2 separate regions of the Ovis aries genome follow, and region 1 is linked to region 2. The links are chromatin contacts, called in public Hi-C maps. All regions are on one chromosome and are shown on one strand. Each heading gives the region's core, a stretch centred on a gene start, on an enhancer-like site or on the middle of the called end of the contact. The rest is flanking DNA. Distances are from core to core; before and after follow the strand shown. Region 1 overlaps TMEM270 (transmembrane protein 270). Region 2 overlaps ELN (elastin).

Region 1 (6,378 bases), core at 2,646-5,145, 140 kb after region 2:
CGAGGAGAGGTCCGGGAGATGGGAGCTGGGAAGGAAAACAGAGATGTGCCAGGCAGCAGGCCAGGCAGTGCCGGGCCAGCCATTGTTCCCAGAGCCACAGGTCAGGTGCACTGGGCCAGGGCCGAATCCCAGCCTCTGCTCAGCAGGGCCCCAGACTTCCTAGGTCTGCCTGCCTCCCTCTGTCCCCAGACCCCGAGCTCTGAGGCCCAGCCCAGCCAAGGAAAGAGACAGACTTGTCCTCTGTGCCCCCAACCAGCTTTATGGGCCTCTGTCTGTCTTTTGCTTCATCTCCCCTCTCAGGTCCACAGCCTTGCTCCATCCCCATCCAGACCTCTCTTGGGGAAGCTTCTGATTTCAATGGCTCAATAAGCTAGTCCACAAGTGGGCTTTGATAGCTGACTACAGCTCGACCTGTCCTCACTGTGGTCCCCAGGCTCATAGCATCAACATTACCTGGAGACTTGTTAGAAATACAAATGACTGGGCCCCACCCCAAATCTATGAAATCAACAGCCTGTTGTTTTTTTTTAAATAAGTCCCATAGGCCTACACTGCCCACTCAAGCTTGAGCACCGCTGACTTCAGAGTGTGACCTTGCTTAAGTCCACAAATGTTGATAGAAATGATACGTAATCAGATGAATGAACAAGGGAGTGGAGTGAGTTTCAAGAGGCCTGGTCTTACCTCCAGGCTTGAGTAGAATGGTTCCTTTTGGCCCAGCTGGTGTCCGAGAGAACTGCAGACTGGAAGAAGAGAGGACCGAGTGGCTGGACTCCCTCTGAGATGGAGCGGGCTCTGAAACAACATTACCTGCAGAAAGCCCATCCAGAGGCCCTGGGGCCTGGGACTTGGGAGATGCAAAGGGGAGCCAGAATTGACAGGAAGAAGGGGTCCAGCAGGTCCATGGGACTCAGCATCAGGAACCTAGGACCTGGAAACCAAGCAGGAGAGCAGAGCTGGGAACATCCAATGGCAGGCAAGAAGGTCCTCAGTATACAGCTGGGGTCCAAGTCTCTCATGCCAAGGAAGAATTGATAAGAGGGGCCCTGGGAGCAAAGTTGAACCTCTGTTATTAGAACTAAGACACCAGGTTGGACACTGAACTTGGCTCCTTCTGAAATGCCCTAACTGAGGTCAGGTCCGGCCCCAGAGTTTGTGGCAGAGTTGAGCCTGCCCGTGGAGTCTAGGGACTCCAGCTGTCAGGACAGGACAGGGAGATACTTGGTAAGAACCCGGTACCTTCTGATCCCTAGTAACTTGTCCCCAAATCTGGTCTTGGAGACGGATATCTGCTGAAGTTGGGATTGCCCTTTTCAGAACTTCACACCAACTGGATGAGTGAAATCCTCCCAGCTTCCCAACTGCCTGGGTCTTGCCCAAACTTGGTCACAGTTGACCGAATCATGACTCATATTTTCAGAATAAATTAGCGAGACAAACAAGGTATGTCCCTACCTCCTTCTTCTGTCCACCTGCCAGCTCTTCTCCATTCAGCACCAAGGAAGAGCAGCTGATTCATGTGACCAGATCACCACTTGCTTGACACCAGAGAACCTCCATGGCCAGCTTCCTCCAACGTTGACCTCTTCCCACTTAACATGAAAACAGAAGCATCCTTAGCCACAGCCACCATCTCTGCTGGGTCCCTTCTCCAGGGGATCTTCCTGACCCAAGGATTGAACCTGGGTCTCCAGCATGGCAGGCAGATTCCTTACTGTCTGAACCACCAGAGAAAACCAAGAAGCCCAGAGATATCCTCAAAATCTGCACGGCCAAGAGTATGTCCCGCTTGTCCTAGGAAAGATTTCATGGAGAAAAAAGGCACTAATATCAAATAAGCGTGGGAAACACTGCATACTGGTGTATGCGTGTACTCGCTTAGTCATGTCCGACTCTTTGTGACTTCATGGACTGTAGCCTGCCAGGCACCTCTGTTCATGGAACTTTCCAGGCAAGAATACTGGAATGGGTTGCCATTTCCTCCTCCAGGGGATCTTCCCAACCCAGGAATCAAACCACATCTCTTGCATCTCCTGCACTGACAGGTGAATTCTTTACCACTGAGCCACCTGGGAAGCCCCTTCTTAATAGATCAAAATAGACAAAGGTTCTGAGAAGTCCCATGAAAGAGAAGTCTGTCTGACTTGTCAAATCCAGTGTCTCTCCAGCTTATTGGGTCCAGAATCCTTTTTTCTCTCCCAAAAGAACATTCTGTGAAGCATCACTTGGGAACCACCCAAAATGCAAAGCGACATTTCCCACTGCTATCTTGACACAGAGGAACTTCTTTCTGGAATTCCTGGGAGGAAAAGCAGACGCTGAGGATGGGGAGAGGGAGGGCTTCTTATTAAAAGACCCCAAGACAGAGAGAGCAGGGACCCTGGAAATCTGCAGGGGCAGGTGGTGTGGCACTGGGACCTTGCAGTGGCAGGAGGCTCTAGGGTCGCCCCCCCCCCCAGCTACTAGCTGAACCCCAGCTTCCCCATCTGTAACTGGGGCATTTTTGAGATCTAAATAACATACTGCATGGGCATCCCTGTCTCCACCTCCAGAAGGCCCCACCTCCAGAGCCACCGACCCCAGAAAAGAGGTCAAAGAACAGAAGCCGCAGTTGGAGGGGGCAAGCTTAGCTGAGAGGGGAGGTCGGCCATCAGCTGCATCAGAAGAGAAAACCACGGCTAATCTGGAAAAGCCAGCCTGCAAGGGAGTGACCGCATCTCCCAGCATCCTCTGGGGCAGGTACAGTCTCATCGTTTGGCTGGACACGAATCAAAGACCAACCCACCTGCCTCCCTGTCCTGCCCAGCAGAGCCCCCTGCTCTGTCTCCTCCTTGTTCCTCTGCATCCTCCAGTGCCTGAGATGACCTCCCAACCCCCACCTGTGAGCTTCTGAGGCTCCTGTCTTCTTAGGGGCAGAGGCAAGGAAAATCCTGCTATAGCTCCCTCCCTCCCGCCTAGACTTTTGGCTGCCTTCTGAAACTGGACAATACAGGGAAATGTTTGCACCCAAACAACTCCGCTGCTTCAGGAACTGCCTGACCCTGCCCAGGAAAGCGAAATTCTCCAGCTCCACCCTGCGGCCCCCTTGGTCTGGGGATCAGAAACCAGCAGAGAGGTTATTACCAGAGCAAAGGGGGTCACGGGCATCCCCAAGGTGGCCAGAGGAGAGTTCAGGGGTCACCTCCCTCTAAGGACTGGAGTTTTTTCCTTCCTGCCCAAATCAGAAAGGGAGCTCTGGGGTGGGATGGGGGCGGCGGGTGGGAGAGAGGCTGGAGGGGACAGGGGTATATGCATACATATAGCTGATTCACATGGTTGTCCAGCAGAAACTTACACAACCTTGTAAGTATACTCTAATAAAAAGAAAATAGAAAAAAATAAAGTCAAATAAAGAACAGAAAAAAAGAAAGGGACCTCTGTCCCCGACTGCAGGATACACAAAAGCCAGATTGTCAATATTTATCTGGACAGCCCAGGCTCTGGATTAATCTGGCCTAAAGATAATACAAATAGCACTTTGATGTGACTTGAGAAATGTATTAATTCATTCAACAAGCATGTGCTTATTGGGTTCTGGGCCAAGCCCCAGGCTGGGCACTGGGGATCTGGGGTAGATCACCCCCGACTCTGCCCTGGAGAGGCCCACCGTCTAGGAAGAGAGAGAGAGGGTGAGGGCCCCCGGAATGCAGTAAGATGGCAGGTGGGGGCCTGCTCTGTCCCAGCTGAAATTCCTCCTGAGAAAAGCCAGAATGGTGTCAGCTCAAATAAGGGCTAGGGAGGGCCACAAGCTCCCGTGGCCGTGGCCACCAGCTCAGGAAGCCAAGGGGTCAGGGCAGTGTGTGAAAACAGAGGTCGATGTCCGCAGTGTCTGATAAAAGACTGGAGGCACCTCCCCTCCAGAAAGCCCTTCCCATCCGGTCTGATTCTCCCCTTGCCCTGAGGTGTGGAACACCAGGTACCAGTCAACAAAACGTGCAAACAACAAGGAGATAAAGCAGACTGCAATCTCCTGTGTGGCTGGCGCAGACGCCTCTGCACGGGACACTGCCATGGGGTGACCCCTGCCGCAGGGGAGTAGGGATTCCTGCCCACAGACCTGCAGGGGCTCATCAGTTTCCTGTTTCCAGCAGCCAGGGGTGGGGCAAAAAGGAGATGTCAGTGACCTCAGGCTCCCACCTACACACCCCCCAATCCCTCATGGGGGGCCTGCCCTGCCATGCAGCCTGCCTTTGAGGGAAGGAGGCACGAAGATGGAGGGGCTGGCCGCCTGCCGGGGACAGCTCAGGTCAAGACAGCCAGTCTGCCTGTCGCAGCCCCTCACGCCCACCTCCCCCTCGGGCCAGAGATTGTGTGTTTTTGCTTTCTTGGGAGGGGGGAGGGGTGCGGCTCAGAGCCCTGAGTGATGAGTTAAGTGACAATGAATTTGCGCCACATGGAGCCCTGGGCTTAAGGGGAAAGTGTTTTGGTGAAATGCAGCTGGGATTTCATCAGCCCCTACCCCCCAGACAGTACAGAAATAGTCCGGGCCAGGCCGGCTCTGACCCACAGGCCTGGCCCAATTTCACCGCCCCCTGTCCTGGAGAGAGGCTCCGAGTGGCCTCTTTCCCTGAATCTGGGTTTCGTAATCTCGCCTTGTTGTTTTGGTCGCTTGTTTGTGGACTGGCCTGGTTTGTCTTGTCTGGAGGATTTGCTCCCTCATAAATTCCCTGCCACTTGGCCCTGCAGAGAGAGGGAGGGGGTGAAGCAGGAAGACCCTCCCTCTCTGTTGGGGACCAGGCCCACATGGGCCAGAGACGGTCACAGCCGGGGGACTGATCACAGGGCGCCCTGTGACCTGGGGAGTGTGGGTGGACTGGGGACCCTGGACACAAGGGTGAGAGGTTGGCTTCACTCCAGCAAGAACTGGAGGGGCCTCGTCAACCTCTCAAGCCCAACCCCATTCCTCGGAGGGGAAAACTGAGGCCAGAAGCAGGAAGCGAGTGAGCCAAAGTGCCAGAAGCTGTTAACAGCATCATCAGGGTTTACTCCATGTACCCGGCACCAACCCCCCAAGAGTGTGGGTGGATTGCGAGTGTGGTCAAAGCCCTTCATCCCAAACCTCAGCTCAGAGGAAGGAAACAGAGGGAGCTGGGCCCCTGGGGGCAGAACAAGGAGGCGAGCAGGTCCCCCAGCACCCTGAGCATCTGTATCTCCTTCCCCCCAGATGTGAATGGTGAGAGCCGCTCCTCCAGGGCTGGGAGCAGCTCCCAGGGGAGAGAGACGCAACTGCACTGAGGCCAGGGGCTATTGGGATAGGGGGCAAGACAGGGACACCCCCAGGTGAGACGATGGAGACAGAGCCGCAGCATCACCCAGACCAGCCGCTGGGGGCAGCCGACCAGACAGAACAGAGTCGCAGATGGGACTGACTCCTGGACCAGGGCTGAACTCTGCCATCCTGGGGGTCAAGGTGAGGGCCCTGAGTGGTTGAGGCTACAGGATCACAGCTGTCTGAGGCCACTTTGAGAACCAATCTCCTATCCTGAGCGCCGAGGCTGAGACAGATCCAGTCCTGGGGACCAGGGTGGGCACAGAACACGTGGTCAGGGCATTGGAAACTTGACAAGCAGCGGCAGAAGGGCCCTGGTTTCTGGGATTCCCCTCGGGGTCCAGTGGCTAAGGGATTGCTCTCCCAAAGCAGGAGGCCAGGGTTTGATCCCTGGTCAGGGAACTGGATCCCACATGCCGCAACTAGGGTTTACATGCCTCACCTAAAAAGCTTGCATGTCTCAACTAAGACCTGGCACAGTCAAATAAAGAAAAAAAAAAGGGACCTGGGTTCAGGCTGACCTGGGCTTTCCCCCAAGTTAACATAAGGGATGCCAAGGGCAGCATCCCAGGGTTTGGCGAGGAGGGGCCAGGAAGGGATACTGGAAGTCCACCTTGTAAGCAGAGGAAAGCTGGATCGGCCAGGGGTCCAGCAGCCTGAGCCCACCTCCCTTTCTTCCCATGTGCTCAGCCTGTCCAGAGGCAGAGGAGCTGCCGTCCGGGCTCAACCAGCAGCTTGCTCCCCAGATCACAGGATGGGACTCGCATGGGTCCTTCCTTCCTTCCTCACTCTCCCCACGCAGAGTCTGGCCAGAAGACCTCAAACGCACACAGGAAGCATGGTCTGGGCACGCCGACCCCCACCGCTGCCCCTTGCCCCGTGGACCCAGCGTGTCCAAAATCCCTGCCGCGTCCCAGCTTCTCTCCCCTACCCTGCACCTCCAGAGGGTTTCCGCTCCTTTCTCTCCCATTGTTTTCCTTCTTGGCCCTCAGTCAGAATCCAAAGGCCAGGCTAAGGCCCACTGAGGCCAGCCCAGCTAGGGAATGGGGGGCGTCGGGCTGGGGCTCTGG
Region 2 (6,184 bases), core at 2,900-5,399:
CTGCTGCAGCCTGGGGGCCAACCCCTGGGGGAAGAGGAAGGGGAGAGACTGGAAAGTGTGCCCCAGCATTTCCGGAGCCCATCTCTTCCAGGCCCAAGAAAACCAACTGGTTCATATCTGGGTGTGGATGTGGGGCATATAGCAAGCAGAGGCTGGGAGAGCTGCCCCAGCTTCCTGCCTTGCCCCACAAGGGACCTTCTTTAGACTCAGACCAGGGTCTGGATATAGGGTGGGCTGGCTGGGTTTCTGGAGCCTGAGTTATTTGGCTGGCGGAGGGGTGAGGCTCTCCTTACCTGTCCCCGTTGGATACCCAGCCTTGCCTGCGGCACCAGCCACTCCTCCAGGCCCATAGCCTGTGACAGGAGAGGCTCAGTGGGCATCCATGCGATCTCATGGTGGCTGCCCCCTCCCCTGCCCTTCAAGGACCAGGCCACCCAGAGCCTCCACCTGTCACCCCCAGCCAGAGTTAAATACAAACATGTGTGGAATGGTTATTCCCATTTTACAGACGAAGAGACTGAGGTTCCGAGAAGAAAACCTGTTTTCTCAAGGCCTGGTGATAAGCGTGAGGGCCAGGATTGAGAACCAGGCTGTCCTGAGTCCCAGTTCCATGCCCCCCTCCTTAGGGGGCTCCCATTTTGAGACTGCACGCCCACCCTACCCCCCAGTTGGTATTCTCCTAGCCCTGGACTGGGGCCACAGCTCCCTGGCCGGAACCCTGCGGCTGGAAGGAGCCAGAAGCCCGCCAGTCTGAGAGGGCCTTACCATAGGGCAGTTTCCCAGTGCTGTAAGGCAGTCCATAGCCACCTGGGGAGATGGAGCGTGGGCTCAGTGGCTGCCCCCGGCGGCCCCACGCCTCACCGGGTCCCCGCTACCTGGGCAGACAGACCTAGTCCCCACACGCACTGAGGCCTGAGGCCTCCTTCCGTCCACCAGGGTCCTGAGCTGCTTCCAGAGGCTCTCAGGAGAGCCAAGGCCTTGGAGGAGGAGTGGGGAGAGGACGCCCGGCTCTAGGGCGCAAAGGGACGGCCATTCCTCTACCCGCCATGGCCCCCAAGTCTGAGGTCTTCCTTACTCTCTTCCCCAGCAAGAAATGGCTCATCATCGTGTGAGCTGGACAGGTGGAGTGGGCTGACATCAGAGGTTTCTTTCCAGTGAATGGTGTTTCTTACCATCAACACATATGGCTTCCCATCGGGGCTACGGGTCTCTGCGTGTGTATGTGTGTGTGGACACGGATGTCTATGTGTGTATGGGAGGCCAGCACCTGCAAGATGTTGGTCTCTCCCCGCTTTCTTTCTTTTTTAAAAAAAAATTTCTTTCTTTATTTGGTTTTGCAGCATCTCAGCTGAGGCATGGGGGGTTTTTAGCCGCAGCGTGCAGGCTCTAGTTCCCTGATCGGGGCTCGAACCCAGCCTTCTCCCTGCACTGGGAGTGTGGAGTCTCAGCCACTGGACCCATGAGGGAAGTTTGTTCCTCCCTGCTTTCTTTTGCTGTTGACCAGAAGTGGGCAAAATTACCCAGGTTTCCTGACTACCCTCTCCAGCCACCCCAAGATACAGGTGGGCAAACAAGTCCCCTCTCAAGCTGACCTCCCAGCAGGGAGGCCCAGTGAATGGAGTCTCTTGAATCCTCTGCCTGCCTTACCTGGCAGCTTCGGTGCCTTGATGGGGTATCCCAGCGGGACTCCAGGCTGCTGCCCTCCGAAAGGTCCAACTCCTGAGGGAACAAGGAGAGCAAGACAATCAGGCTCCAGCCACACGGGGCCAGGAGCCCCTGTGATGCCTCCAGCCTCCAGCTCCACTCTCTCCTCAGACTAGAATGAGCTCCCATGGCATCGGAATCCAGAAAGAGACTGAGGGCCTTCCTGCCTCTTTATGTCATCAGTCAGCTGAGCAACGCCCAGCAATGGGCCGCTTCCTCAAGGAAGCTGCAGGATGCTCCCCTTCCTGTGGCTTGGGCTACACTCGGAGCCTGCAGCCCTCTCACCATTTGGCACAGGCCGCTGCATTTTCTGGGCTCCTCTAGGCTGCCAGACAGGGGTTTGGGGCAGGGGAAACAGGCCTGTGACAGACACCACTTTGTGCCGAAGCCGGTCCAAGGCCTGGAGCAGTGGGAGTGCTCAGCTCCTCCCAGGGCAGGAGTCCCTGCCTGGCTGGCCACCCATGGGCCTGCCCACCCTCCCTGGTGTGGAGGGACCCAGCCTTGCCTTACCTGGGATTCCAGCAAAAGCTCCGCCCCCACCTGCAATGACAAGGAGCCATCACTGTGGCTTGGCCACCACGGGCCCAGGGCACCCCAGCTCCAGTGAGGGGAGTGCTGGCCCAAGCCGTGGCCAGTTCTGCCCAGACCTCCCAGCTCATCACAAACACATTGGGGATTTCTCACCACCCATCTGGGCCAGCTGAGCCCAAGTTCCCTGCCCCGCTCAACCCAGGACTGAGGGTAACCAGAGAGTCCCACATACCTGGGGCCTTGGGCTTGACTCCTGCTCCAGTGGGAACCCCGGGGAGTACCCCTATACCCGGGAACCGAGCTCCTGAGAGGACAAAGAGGAGGCTGGTGATGAGGGTGGGGAAGGTCCAACCTGGAAGGGCCAGCCTGGCACCGCACCCACCCTCCATGACACAGCTGGCCTCCTTCGATGTCAGCTACTGGCATGGCTCATGGGGTGGGTGGAGGGCCCCTCTGGTGGTGACTTCTCTGCCCTGTCTGCCCCAAGGTCAGAAGTTTTAATCCTATTTCCTAGCCCTTCTGTTGGCCTGTCTTTTAAACTGGAGTTAATTTCCCATTGCCCTGCCCAGCCTCATCAGAGAAGGCAGACAGACAAGGGAACAGGCTGCAGGTCGGGGAGGGCTGTGCCCTCGGCAGGGGGAGGGGCTCTCGCTGGATGCGATTCACACCCAAACACGAAGCCGGCATCTGCTCTGGCTGGGAGGTCTCCAGCGTTCAGTGCTGCCACTTCTCCTTTCTCCCCCACCGGGGCTGGGCCACCATGGCAGGGAGGGGCCGGGGGGGCCGAGGGGGACCCTCTGTCAGCCAATCCCACCCAGCCAGCCTGAGTCTGGGGTTTTGGGGGAATTCAGGAGGTCACATGTTGCATAGGGTAGCCAGGCCATGGCGGGGAAAGGAGGTTGAGAGGGCAACTCCAAGGGTCTCCTGCAGGGCGGATGTGCTGGGTGGGCCCCCCTGGTGACTCATGGCGTTTGAGAAACAGCTGGCCACCCCGGGGACTCGGTCTATCCCTGGAGACCCACCGCAGACTGTGATGTTGGTCTGGGTCTGGGTCTAGGCTTGGGGTTCTGGGGGGGCGGGGCTGGGAGGAGCTCTCTGGTCTTCCTAGGGGAAAGACAACCAGAGCTATCTTAGGTCTGTGGCCTGAGCTTTGATGCTTGGGGCAACAGTGCCCGTCAGGACTCCGGCGGCCACTGTTTGGGGGAGCTGGGGGCCCCCCGGGAGGATGCGAGGGGCTGCTCTCAAGTTAGGGTTCCCCTTTTCCTCTTTGCTCTCACCTGTGCCTGGGAGCACTCCACCTGGGTATACACCTGGGAGCCCCACACCTACGGCCAGAAGAAAACCGTGTGAGCAGCAGTCTTGCCTCCAGGAGCCTCTACTGGCCCCGCCCTCTACAGCAGCCCCAAGGCTCCCGAGCTAGCCCCCCAGGATCGCCCCTGGGGGAGAGCCGGGGACATGTGTGTGGCGTCTGCAGGCCCCCCTCCCACGAGTTCCGGGAGTCATCTGCAGATCCTTCCGTGCGTGGATTTGTCCTGTCTCCTGGAGCCTGTTTACACGGCCGGCCCAGCCCACCTCGGGGCTAACAGCTTCCAGATGTTCCCTCCCCGCTGTGCAGACTCAGGCTGTCTTCCGTTGAACCTGAAGTCACTTCCTTGAGGGCTTGGTGTGGAGGGATGGGCACCGGATGGGGCTTCACCCCAGCCCTGTCGGGACTGGGCGGGCCCTGCTGCACTGACTCCCTGCTCTGCGCCTCAGTGTCCCCATCGGTCACCCGAATGCCTGCCACAGAGCCTGTCTCTCACGTCTGCTCCAAGGTCCTGGAGGAAGGGCCTGGAAGGATAGCTGGAGTCCCTCACCCCTGTCTGGGACCTGGGATCACGCTCTGGGCCTGCCTCTGCCCCTTGACCCCTGCCCCGCTGCAGCCAGGCCCTGACCTTCCTGCCCTGGGGTGAGGGAGTTTGGGAGCTCTGGCCTCTCCCTGACCTCTGCCCTCCAGTCCCAGAGACTCCGTCCACTGACCTGGCACTTTCCCAGGCTTCGCTCCAACCCCAACTCCGGCTCCAAGCTGAGGCACCACCGCACCTGGAGGGGAAGGGGCCACATCAGAGGGGCTCCCCTCCTCCCACGACCTCCCCCCAGGCCACCCAGGTCTCGCCTCCATACCTGTAGACACTCCTAAGCCACCAACACCACCAATGCCGCCGACACCGCCGAGACCAGCAGCACCTGCAGAGGCGGAGGCGAGTCACACCAGGAGCCGCGAAAGGCAGGAGGCCGCTGGACTGAGGTCTAGCCTTGCCTATGCCTCACTTTGAGACTCGGACCTAGCTGGTTGCCTCCCATCACCCGCAGGAGACTGGAGCTGAGGATCCTGTTCACCGCTTCCCCAGCCCAGGAAAGGTTCTTTGCAAGGTGGAGAGCCCACAGAGGCCAGAGGGCTTATGGCACGTCCCAAAGGGTAATACTCACCGGCCTTGGCAGCAGCTTTATAGGCTGCAGCAGCGCCAGCCGGGCCACCGGGCACCAGAGCCCCTGGGAAGGCACCTGCGGGAAAAGCCCCGAGCCCTGCAGAGAGGAGGATGGGTGAGGTCCTTCCCCGAGCCCAGCCCAGCCCTGGCCCGCCCCGTCCAGGAGGTACATCTGAGGCTCTTCTGCTCCGTGCGAAGATGTGACTGTTGCTCCCAGAACTGGGTTCAAAGTCAGAGATGCAGTATGGCCCAGGATGCTCCGCTCAGCCTGACAAGCTACAGGGATCTTTTGGGGTCAGACTTCCACACCTCCCTCCTTCAGGAAGCCTTCCTGAAGCCCCGCTGAGTCGGGTGACTTCTTTGGGCTCCTGGGGCTGCTTCCTTCTAGCTCTTCTTGCGTGCTGCCTGCTAAGTTGCTGCAGTCGTGTCCGACTCTTTGGGACCCCATGGACTGTAGCTCACGGTAGCTCCTCTGTCCACGGGGTTCTCCAGGCAAGAATCCTGGAGTGGGTTGCCATGCCCTTCTCCAGGGGAATCTTCCCGACCCAGGAATCGAACCTGCCTCTCATTATGTCTCCTGCATTGGCAGGCGGGTTCTTCACTGCCAGGGCCACCTCGTCAGTGTAATAGCGCCAAGACCCAGCTGTCATTCCCGGGGCCCCAGGCAGGTGGTCTTAGCATTACCCCCTACACCAGTGCCCAGGACAGGCCTGGTCTGCACCCTTGTACCCCTGACTGCTTGTACCTCCGATGGCCCAGAGGGGCATCTTGCCTGGACGTTAACACTAACCTGCCCCAAGGCCAGCGCCAGCGAGCCCTCCGACACCTGTAGGGAAAAGAACACAGAGCTAGGTGAGGGGAGGCTGGTGTAGGTCATCGTTCTTGGGCCCAGGATGGGAAGGGACTCACGAAACCCGGCAATGCTGGGATCTGTGTGTGGTCACTCAGGTCTCTAAGCTGGACTCAAGTTTTCGGTACTTGGCGGCCAATCCTGGTAAGATAGTCACCACTGTTTAGTAACCAACTGCTTTGTGCCATGTGGATGCCACTGTGTTGATCCCAACCAGACCTTTCAGTTTCCTTAGAAGTCCCGCCAGCTAAAGGGGGACCCAGAAGGGCTTTCTCTCAGGGCTGGAGCTGAGCAGAAGCTGCCAGCAAGGCCAGGCCAAGCCCTGCCCTGCTCCCACGTCAGCCCCACCCCAGGCCTTTCTTCGGCTTCCTTGCAGGAGTCCCCTGGCTCAGCCCACACCCTCTCCCTTGTATCTGGAGCCCTTTTTGTCATCCATCTAGCCTGCCCTGCAGTCTGGGAGCCTCCTTGCCTGCAGACAGATGCTAAAATGTTTATAAAAAGCCAAATGGGTCCCTCTGGCTCTCTCCTTCCCACATCTGGGCTCGATCTCTGCTGTTCTCCCTCCAGGAGACATTCCACGGCTTTGGCCAGGACCGATGGGCAATCAGGTTGGAGTTCACAACCGTGCCGG

What was found. A called contact is a pair of places that touch in the nucleus more often than the background predicts.
Region 1: a contact with region 2 is called in a Hi-C map of liver, with 3 times the contacts expected there. The contact joins two enhancer-like sites. A contact is called at or near these places in 2 of 16 Hi-C or Micro-C datasets (liver and tail adipose tissue).

Annotation. Positions count from the first base shown.
Region 1 is chr24:33,892,201-33,898,578 of ARS-UI_Ramb_v3.0, forward strand. It overlaps TMEM270 (transmembrane protein 270), which reads right to left. Exons shown (of 6, transcript XR_009598392.1): 3 at 1,456-1,592; 4 at 685-931; 5 at 1-25. Among named protein-coding and RNA genes, the nearest start is that of TMEM270, 12 kb to the right of the region's middle. Within about 2 kb of position 3,896, at least 14 of the 54 cell types and tissues checked have an H3K27ac peak or open chromatin away from gene starts, as enhancers often do. A contact at or near this core is called in liver, where this site is marked.
Region 2 is chr24:33,754,107-33,760,290 of ARS-UI_Ramb_v3.0, forward strand. It overlaps ELN (elastin), which reads right to left. Exons shown (of 33, transcript XM_060405909.1): 5 at 5,494-5,529; 6 at 4,705-4,800; 7 at 4,399-4,461; 8 at 4,255-4,317; 9 at 3,513-3,560; 10 at 2,468-2,539; 11 at 2,215-2,244; 12 at 1,648-1,719; 13 at 1-24. Among named protein-coding and RNA genes, the nearest start is that of ELN, 14 kb to the right of the region's middle. Within about 2 kb of position 4,150, at least 2 of the 54 cell types and tissues checked have an H3K27ac peak or open chromatin away from gene starts, as enhancers often do. A contact at or near this core is called in liver, where this site is marked.